Linked DNA regions of Zea mays: region 2 is linked to region 1. A link is a contact called in public Hi-C data. All regions are on one chromosome and are shown on one strand. The core of a region is the stretch at or near the end of the contact, and the rest is flanking DNA. Distances in the headings are between cores, read along the strand shown.

Region 1 (7,525 bases), core at 2,774-5,273:
CTTGCTTCACCCGCTCCGCCTTGTTATTGAATTCCCTGCCGTCCCGGTCTACTGCATCGGGGGCGACGGCGTAGTGGTCGAAGGTGAAGGCTGGGCCCGTCACTCCGGCGTACTCCACAAGTCCAGGGAAGTGTTCCCTGCACAGCAGGCCGAGGATGTTGTTGGGGGGGCGACGATGACCCCCAGCATAATCCAAAATCGTCCAAGACATGTCCAAGTGATAAATAAAAAGTATTAGTTTATATTATGATTTTGAACACATAATATGAACAAGAATGAAGAACATAAAGTTACATACCTCTCCCCTTCCGGCCGAATCAACGGCCGTCTGTCCCGAAGTATGGGACGCGGCGGGAGACTCGCGGGGCCTCGCAGGTAGATGCTCCTCGAACTAGAGCCGCCTGAACCTGAGGCGTCCTGCTGCTGGTCGTCGTCGTCCTGCTGGTCGTCGTCGTCCTGAGGCGCCGGCTGCTGCTGCGCTGCCTGCTCTGCCTCCTGCTGCTGCGCTGCCTGCTCTGCATCGTCCGCCGTCCTACTCCTCCTCCCCCTCCTCCTCCTCAGGAAACCGCCCACCATATTTGTCCAACAACCTGCAATTAAGAGTAAACAAATAAGCACATATAAAAAGATGTATTTAAAAACAGGTGCGAAATAAAAAGTCATATAGCATTACATCGATTAAAAATAATCTTCATATGTGTCGGGGTTAGCCGGATCAAAACTCTCATCATCACTATCAAGCATTTCAATCTCAACACCATCGGAAGACGCAACCTCATCATTGCCTTCAAGGATTACTAAGTCATTATCATTTTGCACCTCATCATCCTCCTTATCAACAACCATTTCAATATCTACGTCCATTCCGATAGCTTCTGTTAAGTCTATCTCAAATCGCCCTTCTAGCCCATCTTCTTGGAAGAACTCTCCATCATATGTGTCCGGGTCTAAGTTGTAATCTTCATCGTTAGGAACAGGTAACCTCCCATGCGGCGATACCTTATACACAACATCCCAACCCTTAAGATGTTCTTTCGTTTGACACGCATATGGGAGATAATACACTTGTGTGGCCTATTGGGCCACGATATAGACATCGTCTCCTGCTAAGGTGGAATCTTGTCGAATTTCGACTATCCCAAGATTAGAATGTGTCCGTCTCGTCACTTGAGGGTCAAACCAATGACATTTGAATATCACTGGAGTAAGAGGTTTGGAACCATAAAAATTGAGCTCATATATTTCTTCAATTCGTCCAAAATAATCGACATTGTCAAGCCCCGGCGTAAAGACTCCAGAACACGTTGTTTTCCGATTGGGCCGACTTTGGTCGTAGTGTGTTGTGCGAAAACGGTATCCATTGTTGTGCGAAATCTAGTTATTTCATGTGGATCTCTTAGGTTTCTACACATAGTGTCTCACAACTTTCTCCAAACATTCTAAAATTTTTATCACAGCCTATACATATGATATCATGACACGTGGACAAGTTTCATGATGTTCTGACTTTGTTTGTGTTTTATACAATTTTTAAACATGTGGATGCCAAGTTCACGGCCATGTTTAGTGAGCATGTTGCTCGAAGTTTCCGATACGCTTCTGCAATCGGTCGTAACTTATGCTAAGTAACATGAATATCATTTTTTCATGCACGGTTTTCCAAGTTTCGAGTGACCTGCAGTTCAAATTTGAATTTTCCGAAGAAATTCAAATAAACGAACTAAATCTACTAACTATGTAAACTATGTTATAATTGTCCACAAATGATACATGTAGGTCTACATAGTGTAGGAACATACCACAAAAAGTTTGGGAGACAAAATAAAAAAAATGAAAATACACTTTGCCGAGTGTCTAGGTATGACACTCGGCAAAGAGGGCTTTGCCGAGTGTCTATTACGTAGCACTCGGCAAAGAAGCCTCTTTGCCGAGTGCCAGCCGTTGGCTCTCGGCAAAGACTGACGGCCGTCAGCTCTGGGACGGCCGCTGACGGCCCTTTGCCGAGAGCCCCGTTTGCCGAGTGCGTTACACTCGGCAAACTTGTCTTTGCCGAGTGACTACCTGTGCCGAGTGTTTAGCACTCGGTAAAGGGGCTCTTTGCCGAGAGCCTAACTTTACCGAGTGCGGCACTCGGCAAAGCCTTCTTTGCCGAGTGCCCGACAAAAGGCACTCGGCAAAGAATGCAACACTCGGCAAAGCCTCGGATTCCGGTAGTGTATGAGAAAAAGGAAAAAAATCGGGTCGTGCCAGATCGAGCCCGCCGTGGCCTTAGGCTCAGGGCTGGCAGGGCTCGATAGCCAACATGCCAGGTTGTATTTATGCCGGGCTAAAACGGTATCGGGTTACGGGCTTATCGGATGGTCCGACCCGTTTAGACATCTCTAACTGCTATGTTGCCGTGGAGAACTTGGCTTTTAAGAAATGAGGTGGTCCATGGTACAAAGCTTATGCTTGTGGCTGTATCTGTCAGTTTCCTTTAGAATTATGCTACTTCTCTGCTCCTTAGCTGATATCAGACAATGGAAAAAGGACCTAAAGGGTAAGCGAACTATCCTTTTTAGTTTCTGAACAAAGAAGTGGAAGCACAGTGTGTGCCCAGTCTTTTCTAAAACTTAAACATAACGACTAACCAAAATAAAATGGAATTAAACTAACTAGTCTAGCTAAAATTATGTCGTCGCTATTTTTACTAGCACTTTATAAATATATTAGTTAAACAATTAAGATATCGAGCTAGATAGAACTATCTTAAATAATTCTAGCAAGCAAGGTCTTCTAAACAATTAGTACTAAACAGAGATCTTATACATACTAGTGAGCAACCCGCATAAAGCTTAAGCGCATTAGCACTACTTAGACAGCAAAGCTATACAAACTAAATTATGTACCCAAAATAAAGAGTACGAAACAAATAACAATTAAATCTAGAAAATAGCTGATATGGTACTAATATTGCTATGGGTTAAGACTACAGTTTGCAGTGCGAAATAGAACGAGAACTAATACAACACTAACATAAATAGAGCCATAAATCTCTTTTATTGAAACCTGACACCAATTAAATGTCCTATGTGCTTCATGGGTAGCTTTTTTACCAACACGTAGCACCACTGTGATATGAGGTGAAAAGTCATTCGACAACAGGCCACTACAATATTGGTTTGGCGGCGTTCACCAGGTACATACCATGTATACAATGCGGATAAATCCTGAGCCACGCGTTACACACATGTCTAGGTAGCCTCTCCTCAAATCCAAAGAAGCACTTGCCATTTAGGTGTAATCGGATTAGATACAGACGGATATTGCTTCTTCTATATTTATTTTTATATTTTCCTTTCGGATTAGAATCGGATATAAATATTATCAAGTGTCGAATAAAATTTAAATAGATATTGATATTTTAAATCGAATATCGAGTAACCAGGCTTTTGAAACGAATTGGATCTCAATCCTTCTATACGGATCGAGTTCCATAGCATTTACCTCCGTACTTGCCGTTGTAAGGAAACAACAATGTCTAAAATCGAGATTGGTTTCATACGCCTGTACTATAAAAATTGTTTTTTCTTTCAACTTCTATAACAGTTTCCCTACGTACCCCTGCCGATCGATCTCTGTAGTTACCTCCGAGCCATTTACCAACCCATACTCAGAATATCTTAACACCATAAGGTCCAAAGCTCAAAAGTTACCAACAAAAGGAGGCACCCATTTTAATCATTAATGGCCTCCCCCTCCGACACCCCAGACTCAAATCAAATCTGCCTTGTCTCTGCTGCCCCAGCCCCAACTCTGCTCCAAAGCTTCAAGCATCAGCAACCCCCTCCACCACCTCTTCCTCCTCGGTCCTCACCTGGAGTTGTAGCAAGCAGCACCACATCATATCACAGCAGAGCAGAGAGTGGGGTGAAGCAGGGAGCTGGGCAGGAGAGCCCCAACGGCCTGTCCTGCCGCGGCCATGCGTTTCTCTGCGCTGCTCCTCATCGTGGCGCTGCTCTGCCTCGGCGGCGGCGGTGGCGGCCGCGTGACGGCGTCCACCGAATTCAACTTCCCGGCGGTGTTCAACTTCGGGGACTCCAACTCCGACACCGGCGGGCGCGTGGCCGCCGGCTTCGAGTCCATCTTCCCGCCCTACGGCTCCAGCTTCTTCGGCGGGCCCGCCGGCCGCTTCTGCGACGGCCGCCTCGTCATCGACTTCCTCAGTACGCCCGCTCTCTCGCTCCCTCTCTACCTCCTCGACTCCATCTCCTTGAATTTCACTCGTTACTACACCGACCGCTACCACCCGCGCTGCGCCCTGTGATAATCGGTGCACCGTGCGCCGGCGGATGATTGTATTCTTGAATCTGCCTTGTTGATAGCTCTTGGCGCCCACCGAGTGCATCAACAAGACAACAAGAAACCGGTCCCTATACGAATGGTATTGGCTACCGTGTTCAGTTCGTCCGCGCGGTTGTTGGGAAAAAAAAATGGACGGTTTAGTTAGGCTGGTGCGCAGCCGGACAGGACAAATACACCCGTGCGGTGGTTAGGCAGCGGAGATTGACGCATCATTGCGACCTCGCAAATGGTCCTTGTCTCCCTGGTGGTTGTATGCTCTGTTCCAACATCCGTTGAGGAACTGCGCTTGGTGTGTGTGGTCCAGTTCCTGCAATTAGCGTGGTTGTTGTTCGTCGCGGCATCTTCGTGGGATTTGGTAGATCTGCAAGAAAGTGAGTGCTGCTTTTCAATGGAGTTCTTTAGCAATCAGTGAGATTTGGTTTGCCATAGGCCGCCTTCTTTTCCTGGGTCTACTGATTGAGCCCTCCCAGTCCCATGTGCTTGCCATTAAGCAACTTGACAATCAATGAAAAGGTGAGGGGGTCCGAAGGAGTAATTACGAAGCAAATAACTTGACTGTGCAGATTTATTGCACTGAATAACAGAAATGACACACAAAGTGTTTTTTTTTAAAAAAACTTTAGACAGAAAATCAAAAGGATATACCTCTCCTCTTCGTAACATAGAATTCTTATCTCATAAATTCGTTCGTGCAGTGGAGGCAATGGATATGCCACTCCTCAACGCGTACCTGGATTCTCTAGGCACGCCAAGCTTTCGGACCGGCGTTAATTTTGCTCAAGCTGGATGTTCGATCACACCAGCAAAGCCGACATCAGTCAGCCCATTCTCATTTGGTCTCCAGATCAAGCAGTTCTTCGCCTTCAAGAACAAAGTCACTAAGCTCCTGTCTGAAGGTACGGCCTCTCACTTTGTAAAGTTGTGTGGGTTACCAAGCAATGTAGGAATATCGTCTCCAGCTGATAGCCAACCAAAGCCTTCTAGATTGAACAACTTGAGACTAGAGAGGTATGCTGGTGAAGTAACTTTGTTTTTTTACTCGTGCAGGAGATATGCACAGCCGATACATTCCTCAGCAAGATTACTTCTCAGAGGGACTCTACACGTTCGATATTGGGCAGAATGACCTTGCTGGTGAGTTCTATTCAAGAACAGAGGACCAGGTCATCGCATCCATTCCAACTATTTTGCTGGAATTTGAGAATGGTCTCAAGGTTTGTAAAAGATATAGCACTTCTATCCTTGCAGAGCTTCCTATGCCTCTTTCCCCAAAGCTGACTAATTGGTGTACAGGGATCCTACTCTGATGTAAATGTAATTCACTTAGGTCTCCAAGTTCAGAAATTTCATTCTTTCCATACTCTTCCTTCTATATGCTGTCTTGGTGTAAGGAGGTGCTTCACACCTGACCCATTTTCTCTGTTCCTTGACTTCAGAAACTGTATGACCAAGGTGCTAGGAAGTTCTGGATTCACAACACGGGCCCCCTCGGTTGCTTGCCTCAAAACATTGCCCTCTTCGGCAAAGACCCATCCCAACTGGACGAGCTCCACTGTGTGGCGAAGCACAACCGTGCCGCAAAGCTTTTCAACTTACAGCTGCACGCACTTTGCACGAAGCTGAGGGCAGAATTCGATGGAGCCAGCATCACTTACGTGGACATCCACACGATCAAATACAGCCTGATCGCCAACTACTCTCGATACGGTATGTAGCATACGATTTCCATTTCGTGTGCGTGATTATTATCATGCACCCGGATCGTTCAAGATTTGTATCTTGACTCACGAGTGTTATATGATTTGCTTTGAAGCGCATTATAATGAAGCAGCACTATCAATCCAGAACAAGTGCTTGCAATAATAAACATGAACCCCCACTAATGCAGATTCAGGTGGAGAAATAAATCTGCTTTACTTTTGTGGGCATTCTGTATCACTCTGCTTACATGTATTGTGACATCTCACTCGAATGCTAGTGTTTTAGGCCTGTTGCTAGCACATCAGGAAATTATTTCTGTCGTGTGACCAATAACCGAAGAAGCAACTCTGACATCCACTTCTGTTTTTCAACAGGGTTCGAGCACGCCACTCAGGCGTGCTGTGGATACGGAGGCCCACCCCTGAACTACGATGGTAACGTACCATGTGGACACACGGTGTCTCTGGATGGTAAGATGGTCACCGCAAAAGGGTGCAGCGACACTACTGAATTCGTCAACTGGGATGGGATACATTACACGGAAGCTGCGAATTTCCATATCGCCTCGCAGATCCTGACCGGGAAGTATTCTGATCCTCCGTTCGTGGATAAGATGCCGTTCGTCATAAAACCTAGATTCTGATTGGCATACAATTTTCCCTCTTTACTCACCCACTTTACAGCACCGGTTGCAGATACGATGTATACTTATTACTTGCCAATAACCATATATAGCTTGAGTAAAAAAATCATATATACGGCTTGGTTTCAGTTGTCCAAAAGGTTCAGCTTTTTTTTTTCTAACGGTCTTTTCTAAGAATCTGATTATGTAGAGAATTTGGTTGTAAGTGAGTATATAGGATTTAGAATCTGAAAGTAAAGTGTGGATTTCTCTTATTGCGGCAACTCAATTGGTTGTGGGTTCACATTGATTTTAAACATTTTCACCAAATCGATTTTTATATAAAATGGCTGAAAAGTTGGACGTTTGACAGCCTGTGGTAGCTTATGGTGGCTAAAATCAGTAAAAAAAAGATGAAACAAACATAGCCTATAGCTTCTTGTGCTCGATTTGATGATTATATCGCATTATCCTTGTTTGGTTCACTTTTTTCTGATGTGCTTTTATAAAAATCTAGATTCCAGCGGAATCTGGCTGTGAGTATATGTTAAATATCGTGGGGTTTAAGTGAGAAAGAAAATGAATGAGTTCATATAGTTTAGGATCTAGAAAATGACATATTACTCTCATCACGACGACTCGACGGATTTTATGTTCATATTAATTTAGACGACTTTCATCAAAGCAACTTCCATAGAAGTGGACTCAGAAACAAAACATTTGGCTGCCAGAAGCCGATTCTACCGACCAAAACATTGATTAAGCTTAAACAAACACCTCCAATAACTTAGGGGGTGTTTGGTTAGAGTGACTAAAGATTAGTCTCTAGTTTTTAGTCCCACTTAGTCCCTTTTTTGC
Region 2 (7,525 bases), core at 3,511-6,010, 140 kb after region 1:
TGAAAACCAACTTTACATAGTCCAATCTCCAATGAATCATGTGCAGAAAACCGTGATGACAACCTGTTACTGGATCATTGTGATTTTTAGCGCGAATAGCACGAGCGCAAAACGATATGAGGTACTTACAATTGTTTGAAAAGTGACCAAGAACATACAAGGTGACATGACCACAATTGTTTGCAGTGTTGACACGAGTGGGCTCACACAATACATATGTCGCACGTCGATCCCGTCCTCTAACAACCAGAGCACAGGACCGCATTTACCATGGGGGTATACCGTGTTCGATCAAGAGGCTAGTTGTCGGATTGCATGCTCCTGAGCATGTTCAGGATGGAGAGGAACAGGTTCAGGATGTCGAGGTACAGCCCAACCGACGCCCAGATGTACTCGTCGTAGGTGTGGCGCTTGATCAGGTTCTCGGTGTCGTACAGGATGAAGCCTGAGAAGACCAGAGCCCCTAGCCCACCGAACAAGCCCACCGACACGGGTCCCAGTGGGAAGAAAACCTGCAGCGCAGAATTCCACACAGAGCCAAATAAAGGTTTATTGTTGCAAGCAGTGGATTTGCTCGTCTGGTAACAAAGCAGCATTTGCGGATGGGCATTACCTGAAGAAAGCTAGTTAGGACGAGGATAGTAAGCGCGGAAGACAGGATAGGCCCCAGGTACCCGAATTCCTTGCCCTTCTTTGACGCCCAGAAAGCATACGCAGTCAGAGAAACCACCACGCCAGCCGTCAGCACTAAAGCCTCCAGAACGATTTTCCCTGCGATAATTAAGTAAATGGTTGTCAAGACCAAAAAAAAACAAATTACAAGGTATCTAGAAGAGAAACAAATCAAACTATTTGAGAAAAAAGAAAGACCTTGGGTGTTAGCACAAGCCACACCGATGCTGAAGCTCAAGCACAACGTGAACAGACCCAGGAAAACGAAATTGTGTGGGTGCTTGTGCTGATAATGATACAATGGGATCATCACTGCAGAAAATATTAGAAAAGAAGTTAGTGAACACAAAAAAAACAGCCTACTAATACTAGAAAATAACAAGAACGGGAGTCCCTCCGCTCAGATTTTAAGCAAAAGAGAAGGGTATATTTTGGTGTATTACAACCTAAGAGGATACAATGACACTGGACAGCTTCTTATTAACACAGGAAGATAAATCTATTGCTTTCATAGTTTCATTAATAACTGAGACTGTTTCCTCCATAATCCACAGGAAGATAAATCTATTGCTTTCATTAACAAAACATTCTCCTACGCCTGTATACCTGGCAAACAGCACACCAAAAATTCAAACCCCAAAAATTGGTCAACCCATATTACTAAAGTGCCTACATTTTTCATTTACTTGACATCATTGTCTTTTAACTGTTAATTCTTGATTAACTGCCAGAGAAACTAATATATTTAAACACAGATTGGTAGCAAAGTATTTTTTATTACATGTCTACTATGCCACTTCTTTGCTACATAAATAAATACTCCAAACAATTATCACTGGACACAAAACCAAGATCAGTGATCAGTCAAAGTCAAACGAACAATATCAAGCAAACGAAAATGGATGGGAGCATGTATACAACTGATTCTCAAGAGCTGTCCCCCCTACCTCCCTATCCTAACTCCACAATCAACTTCTACTCTTTATGTATGAACGACAAAGAGGGTAAGATAATAGGGATAGCTCCTTGAAATTGAAAAATGAGACCTAGGTTTCATGCCTCCTTAGCAAGATACCATTATTTTCTCGTATTCTCAAATGATTCCTCAACACAAATCTCACTATCAGAAATGCTGAATCAGCCTTCTTTCTAAGCCTTCATTGTGCAATTATCTCTTATGATGTACATGGATTCTTGTGTGGGAAAGTAACTAAACTCAGGCCAATTACAACTTAGGAGCGACTCCTATTGCTAATTCCAATTCGACAGAGAAGCAGGTTTCACTGTCGATAAATAAAACAGTATAACAATAACAAAACGTTGAGATAAAGCACAGTACTACATCACATATCTCCTGTCCAAGTTTGACATTAGTATTTCTTCATCAGCAACATGATCATAATACACCAGATTATCAGCAAAATAACACACAACTAAACTTCCTGTTAACATGATACAACATGTGTTAAATCACGGCAACTTGCTGTCATAATCATGTGAGGCCATTATCATGTTACTAATGTGCTGCAACATCATTAATGGGCAGTTGAAAATCAATCACTCAATCACATAGAATCAAACTAGAACAAGAGAGAAAGGAATTAAGGAACTAGTCTGCAAGTGGCATCATCTTAATACTGTAATATGTTTTTCCCGGGTGAACAGTTTAGCTAAACTAAGGCCCATTAGAGGCAACCAGCTACAAACTGCTGCTTCTATCGGAAAGGGAACCTCTGAATCTCCTTATAATATTCAGAGTAACCCTTATACTGGGGGACAGGGATCTCGTCAACATGCAATATCAAGAGCATAAATAAAGTTGAGATAAAGCTTGGGACAACGATGCTTCTCTCTCATTTCAATTTATATTTTCATTGAATCATCAGCAACATGACCATGATATCACAACACGTTATCAGCACGATAACGGCCTCACATCGACTTACCAGTAAGTGGTAGGTCAAACATGTTAGATGGAGGCAGCCACTAGGACGCCTATGTGAGACCATTTTCACTTTGTAACATGTTGCAACGTTAGGGCTGGGTTGAAAAATGGTCAAGAAAAATATTAAATTGGAACAAGAGAAATCGGTACCAATCCAACCTCAATTTTGTTGTGCAATTTGCCCATTTTAATGTTGTGCCACGGGTTTAACTAAACAAAAACTCATAGGGATGCAATTGGTTCCATATACTGCTTATTCATGTACCCACTGAAGTTCTCCAACACCTGACATCAAAGAGCCTCATTATACTTCTAGTATCAAATTCACAATATAGCTGAGAGACATTTTAGGACTAAAACACATTTCTCTTCTCCCAATTTAATATCCATTTTATCATTGGTAATACAACCGCGAGTCCAACAACATGTCTTCAGCACAATAGTGCTCATGTAAGCTTGTTGGTAACATGATGCAGAACATGTTAGACCAAGGCAAGTTACCATGTAGCCTGAACGAGATCATCTACTCATAACGTGTTGCAATACCATGATAGAATTGCCAAATATCAGTTGTACGCAATCATATAAACATTATTAAACTGACACAAGAGACAAGTGCAAAATAACATCCTTTAGTGTCCATAAATACAGTGGCGGACGCAGGACCAAAATTCATAGAGGGCCAAGAAGACTGCATGACAAAATCAAATAAGACCGTAAAAAAACTACTTTTGCATTAAATTCAGGTTTCATATCAATACAAGATAGAAGTTTAAAGAAGAAAACTATATGAACAATCCTTTCATATTTGATCTATTATCATATTGTTGGCTCATACTATCTATTTTAAGGCTAACAGTTTATTTTATAAAATATCAAACAATCCTTATCCTATTGTATTATTTATATTCAGAAAACTAAAAAATTTGGGGCCAAAAATTTGGATGCCCTGTGCTATTGCCCATTTATGCTGCACAGTAGACGAGCTTGCAAGTGCCGTACTGTCGTGACGACGATAAGCAGGGCGGGGCGCCAGGAAGGGGGCATCCGAACGGACTGGCTTGAGAAGCGTCAGAATGAATGAGGACGGCTGGATACATGCAAGGACTAGGTTGGGGAGGAGGACGAGATCGGATGGACTAGATAGATTCGACGATAAGGTCAAGAACAGGACTGTTTTAACTCACGCAAAACTTTTTTTTTCTATACTTAACAGTAGATGTACATTAGGTATAAGAGATTATAGATAATTGAGGGGGGGGGGGGGGGGGGCATGGCCTACTTTGCCCCCCTACACCTATGGATCCTCCCCTGCATAAATAATATGTGACTAAATTAAAGTACTAGACCTAGGAAGCCAATTGCCCCATACGGAACCTTAGTTTAGGCAATATCTATCCAGTAGCAAAGCAAAAACAATCTGAGCAGATTTCAGGTTCAACTTGGATCGGCTATATCCAAGATCTATATGGCAAAGTCCTGATCCAAACAGCTATTCATCATAAATAACGAGAAAACCTAGTAGGAGCACTGCATCGACCACTCTAGAATCTGGATCCAACCAACTCACCTAACTTATCGACAATTTGAGTAGTTTCAGCAACACATCTCCATAATCAATTGATGATGACCAGAAAAGAGTAGATTTGCCCACCCAGCACATCAAACCCCGACACCGGATGGAGAACACGGGCGCTTACGGATGAAGGGCAGGACGGCGAGCACGAGCGCGAGGCCCGGGGAGTCGGAGAGCGTGGCGTTGAGGGTGGGGTGGAGAACGGTGAGGGCGGAGACGGCGGTGGTGAGGAGCAGCTGCGCAGCGAGGATGCCGTAGACCTTGCGGACGAAGCCCCATCGGAGGGCGCTCTCCCCGCGCGAGATCCCCGGGTACAGCGTCTCCCCGGTCCCGGCCTCCAGGTCCACCACCGACGCCTCCACCTTCTCCTTCATCTCCGGCGCGCGGCGGTACCCCGCCGGCGCGAGGGGCTGCATCTCCGCCACCGATGCCATCTCTCTCTCCGACGGGGGTTGGGTGCGGTGCGGTGCGGGGAAGGGGAAATGCGGATTCTTCGCGCGAGACGCGGTTTGCGCGTAGCTGTGTACCTCCGTGGGGAGACTTTGTTGAGAGGCGGTTGGGGATTTTGTAGATTTGCTACGAGCACTTGTGAATCCTGCCAAACTTGTCCTCGGCCACTGAAAAGTAGGGCCAAATCGGGCGGAGGTGGGCGGAGCACTCAAACAAAAGCTCGTGCACTACGCGAGCCTAGGTAAGTTCCGTGCTCACAAATTATTATTTTTCTCATGAGAGAATAAAAACATCGACATGAAAAATGCTCTTGTAGCTGTAGTTGACCTTTGCATAAGTACTACTCCCTTCTGATTAAAGAAAGATGTGTCGCTTTGATCTCCTCCATATAGTTCAGATTAGTTCTTACCTATCAGAAACTTTTTGAACTTTGGTTTGGTCATATTGATAATATGTCAATATAAGATGATACCACGCTCCCGGTATTTTTTCCATAATAAATGGTTGGTCAAAACTCATTTTTCAAACCGCGTCAAAGATTTTACCTTTCTTATATGCTTATTTTTCATATGGTATCCAGTTCAGGGGTGTATACTAGCCTCTGGCCACCCAGCCTTGGCCCCGCGCTTAGCCCTAGAAAACTCTTATTCACCTCTCAATTTTTTGGCCCAACCGTCTCTTCTAACAGCCCATAGATCGACTAGTACGATCACATCTCCCGGCTGGTTTCGCCCCTGATCTAGTTTACTTTTTATGGCTAGTTTTTACTATGCATTTCATTTTGAACTAGGTGAATGCTCGTGTGTTGCAACGGAGACATAATATCATGGTAACTTATGTACATCTAGATAGTGTTAGGTAATACTTGAAAACAAACGATATATATATTATCTTCGATCTTAGTATCTTATAGGTATGTGCCCGTGCATTGCAACAAAACATAAATTTACATAAATTAACGAGCCTCTAATGGCTCAGAGCTCTAGTGACAGGCGATGCGAGCGCAATGGTAATGGAAACCCTCATGGGGAACAGTGTCTTGCAGAGGAGCGCGAGTCCGAGTGAGCCACCACTTGACGCCTTGAGCTCCATCGTCCTGTTGTGAGGATGCATTTGCCACGAGCTCCCTATATAAAACGGGTTGTTCAGATCATAATAACTAAAATAATAGCGTGCCAAAACTTTTACTGCTACGATTAAAGACTCAGACAATAATGAGAAAGCTAACAAATATCCTTATCTAATTGCCTCATTCTTCCATGTCAACATACGGAGGAGAATAGAATTGGTGTAATTGGATGAATGTATTGCATTGAGCCCTTTAGACAGTTTATATAGCATTACTTAGAAGATAAGACAACCCACGAATACATATGTCAAACTATGAGACACAACATCTAAACTACCAAATATTAACACATATGGCAGTCTACGAGACACAATATCTAAACTACCAAATATACTCTAACAATATACACGATGTACAGGATGACGATCCCCTTCAAATATGGTTTCTCATACATGGATGGTATATATGTAGACTCTGATCCAGGATAATAACATGTTTATTTTTGTAAAATCCGGACAGGAGGAAAGTCAAATGCTTTTGATGTTCCTTCCAAACAACTTTTGGAAGATAAATCAGGCAATCGGCAATATACAATAAAAACATGCTTAAATTATGAAAAGGAAGCCAAACAAATGTTAAAGTTACCTCGGCACAAGCTTTTGGAAGAACAAGGCGCCCTATGCGGCCTGCATCACTCGCACTCAGGACCTTCTCGAACAATGGAACGACTGTGGAATTTGAAATTGCAAAATATAGTCAAGGAAGATAAAAGAAAAACTATATCTGTTACACAAGAAATTTATGCACCATATTATACGTGTTTAAGCCTAATGAGCTATTCTAGAGCCTTGATGTATAAGTTACTAAATGTCTGAGATCAATGTCACCATGAAGTTGACGATTTCAAATGTATGGAGACCTTATCAAGGATACTCTCCAGATATTTGTTGCAGCTCTTGGTCTGTTATTCTTGGCCAATACCGAGGAAGTAATTGATTGCGACCCCTTCCTTCAGCAGGTGGTCTAGCAACACGAAGATGCGGAAACATGTCTCTAGTTGGATCAAAAGTTGCACCCTCACCAACCCTTGGTGGTCTGGTCGGGAAATGCCGAGCCCTTTGTGGGGGGACAGTGCAGTGGCAAGATCTCTTCCTTCAGCAATGGCTGTCGTTGGCGATAGCATAGGTCTTTCCGCTGTTGAAGTAGCCTCCATCCTGTTTCCATTGTTTGCAATACCTAGGTTCATGCTCAGACATGCCTCTGGAAACGATTCACTTGTTGTGCTATCTGTAGTTGGATCCTTATTGTCATCTCTTCGAGTACACTGAGGTGACTCTAATGCACTTTGAGACCTAGTTAGTAAAGGTCTTCCCATGTCCCCAATATTAAGGGTTGGTTGTTCCCATTTAATCTGCCTTGGACCATTCTCTATCTCTTTTTGTCTCAAGATGTTACTGCTCTGTCCAGCCTCTATGCCGCTTACCATGAACAAGTGATTACTCTTATTTACAATAGCAATATCATCATTTCTGGAATCCAACATAAGAGAGGGTGGTTGTCCAAATTTTCTACTTGACAATAACTCGTCGCTTTTACCAAAAAACAGCAGATTGTTTGGACATGGAAAAAGCTTTGGAACCACTTGGCCAGAAGCCTGTAAAAATATATAATCAGAATATTTGAAAAGTAAAGGTGAATAATGTGACAAAAAGGGACTTACAAACTGAGCTACTGAATTTTTCATACAAGTGACACATTTAATTCCTCCACTGTCAAGTAGATCATAGGAGTTCTTTGAAGCAACACATCCACA

What was found. A called contact is a pair of places that touch in the nucleus more often than the background predicts.
Region 2: a Hi-C map of leaf shows a contact between it and region 1, with 2.9 times the contacts expected there. The contact joins the promoter of LOC100283267 here to the promoter of LOC100273453 in region 1. A contact is called at or near these places in 10 of 25 Hi-C or Micro-C datasets (bundle sheath, ear, leaf and 2 more).

The regions. Positions count from the first base shown.
Region 1 is chr6:156,314,601-156,322,125 of Zm-B73-REFERENCE-NAM-5.0, forward strand. LOC100273453 reads left to right here and starts at 4,024. Exons shown (of 5, transcript NM_001147890.1): 1 at 4,024-4,205; 2 at 5,040-5,240; 3 at 5,392-5,558; 4 at 5,781-6,051; 5 at 6,420-6,798. The coding sequence starts at 4,205. The coding sequence ends at 6,688.
Region 2 is chr6:156,449,138-156,456,662 of Zm-B73-REFERENCE-NAM-5.0, forward strand. LOC100283267 (transmembrane BAX inhibitor motif-containing protein 4) reads right to left here and starts at 4,761. Exons shown (of 4, transcript NM_001156405.2): 1 at 4,318-4,761; 2 at 871-984; 3 at 614-771; 4 at 54-512. The coding sequence starts at 4,627. The coding sequence ends at 300. It also overlaps the pseudogene LOC100381762.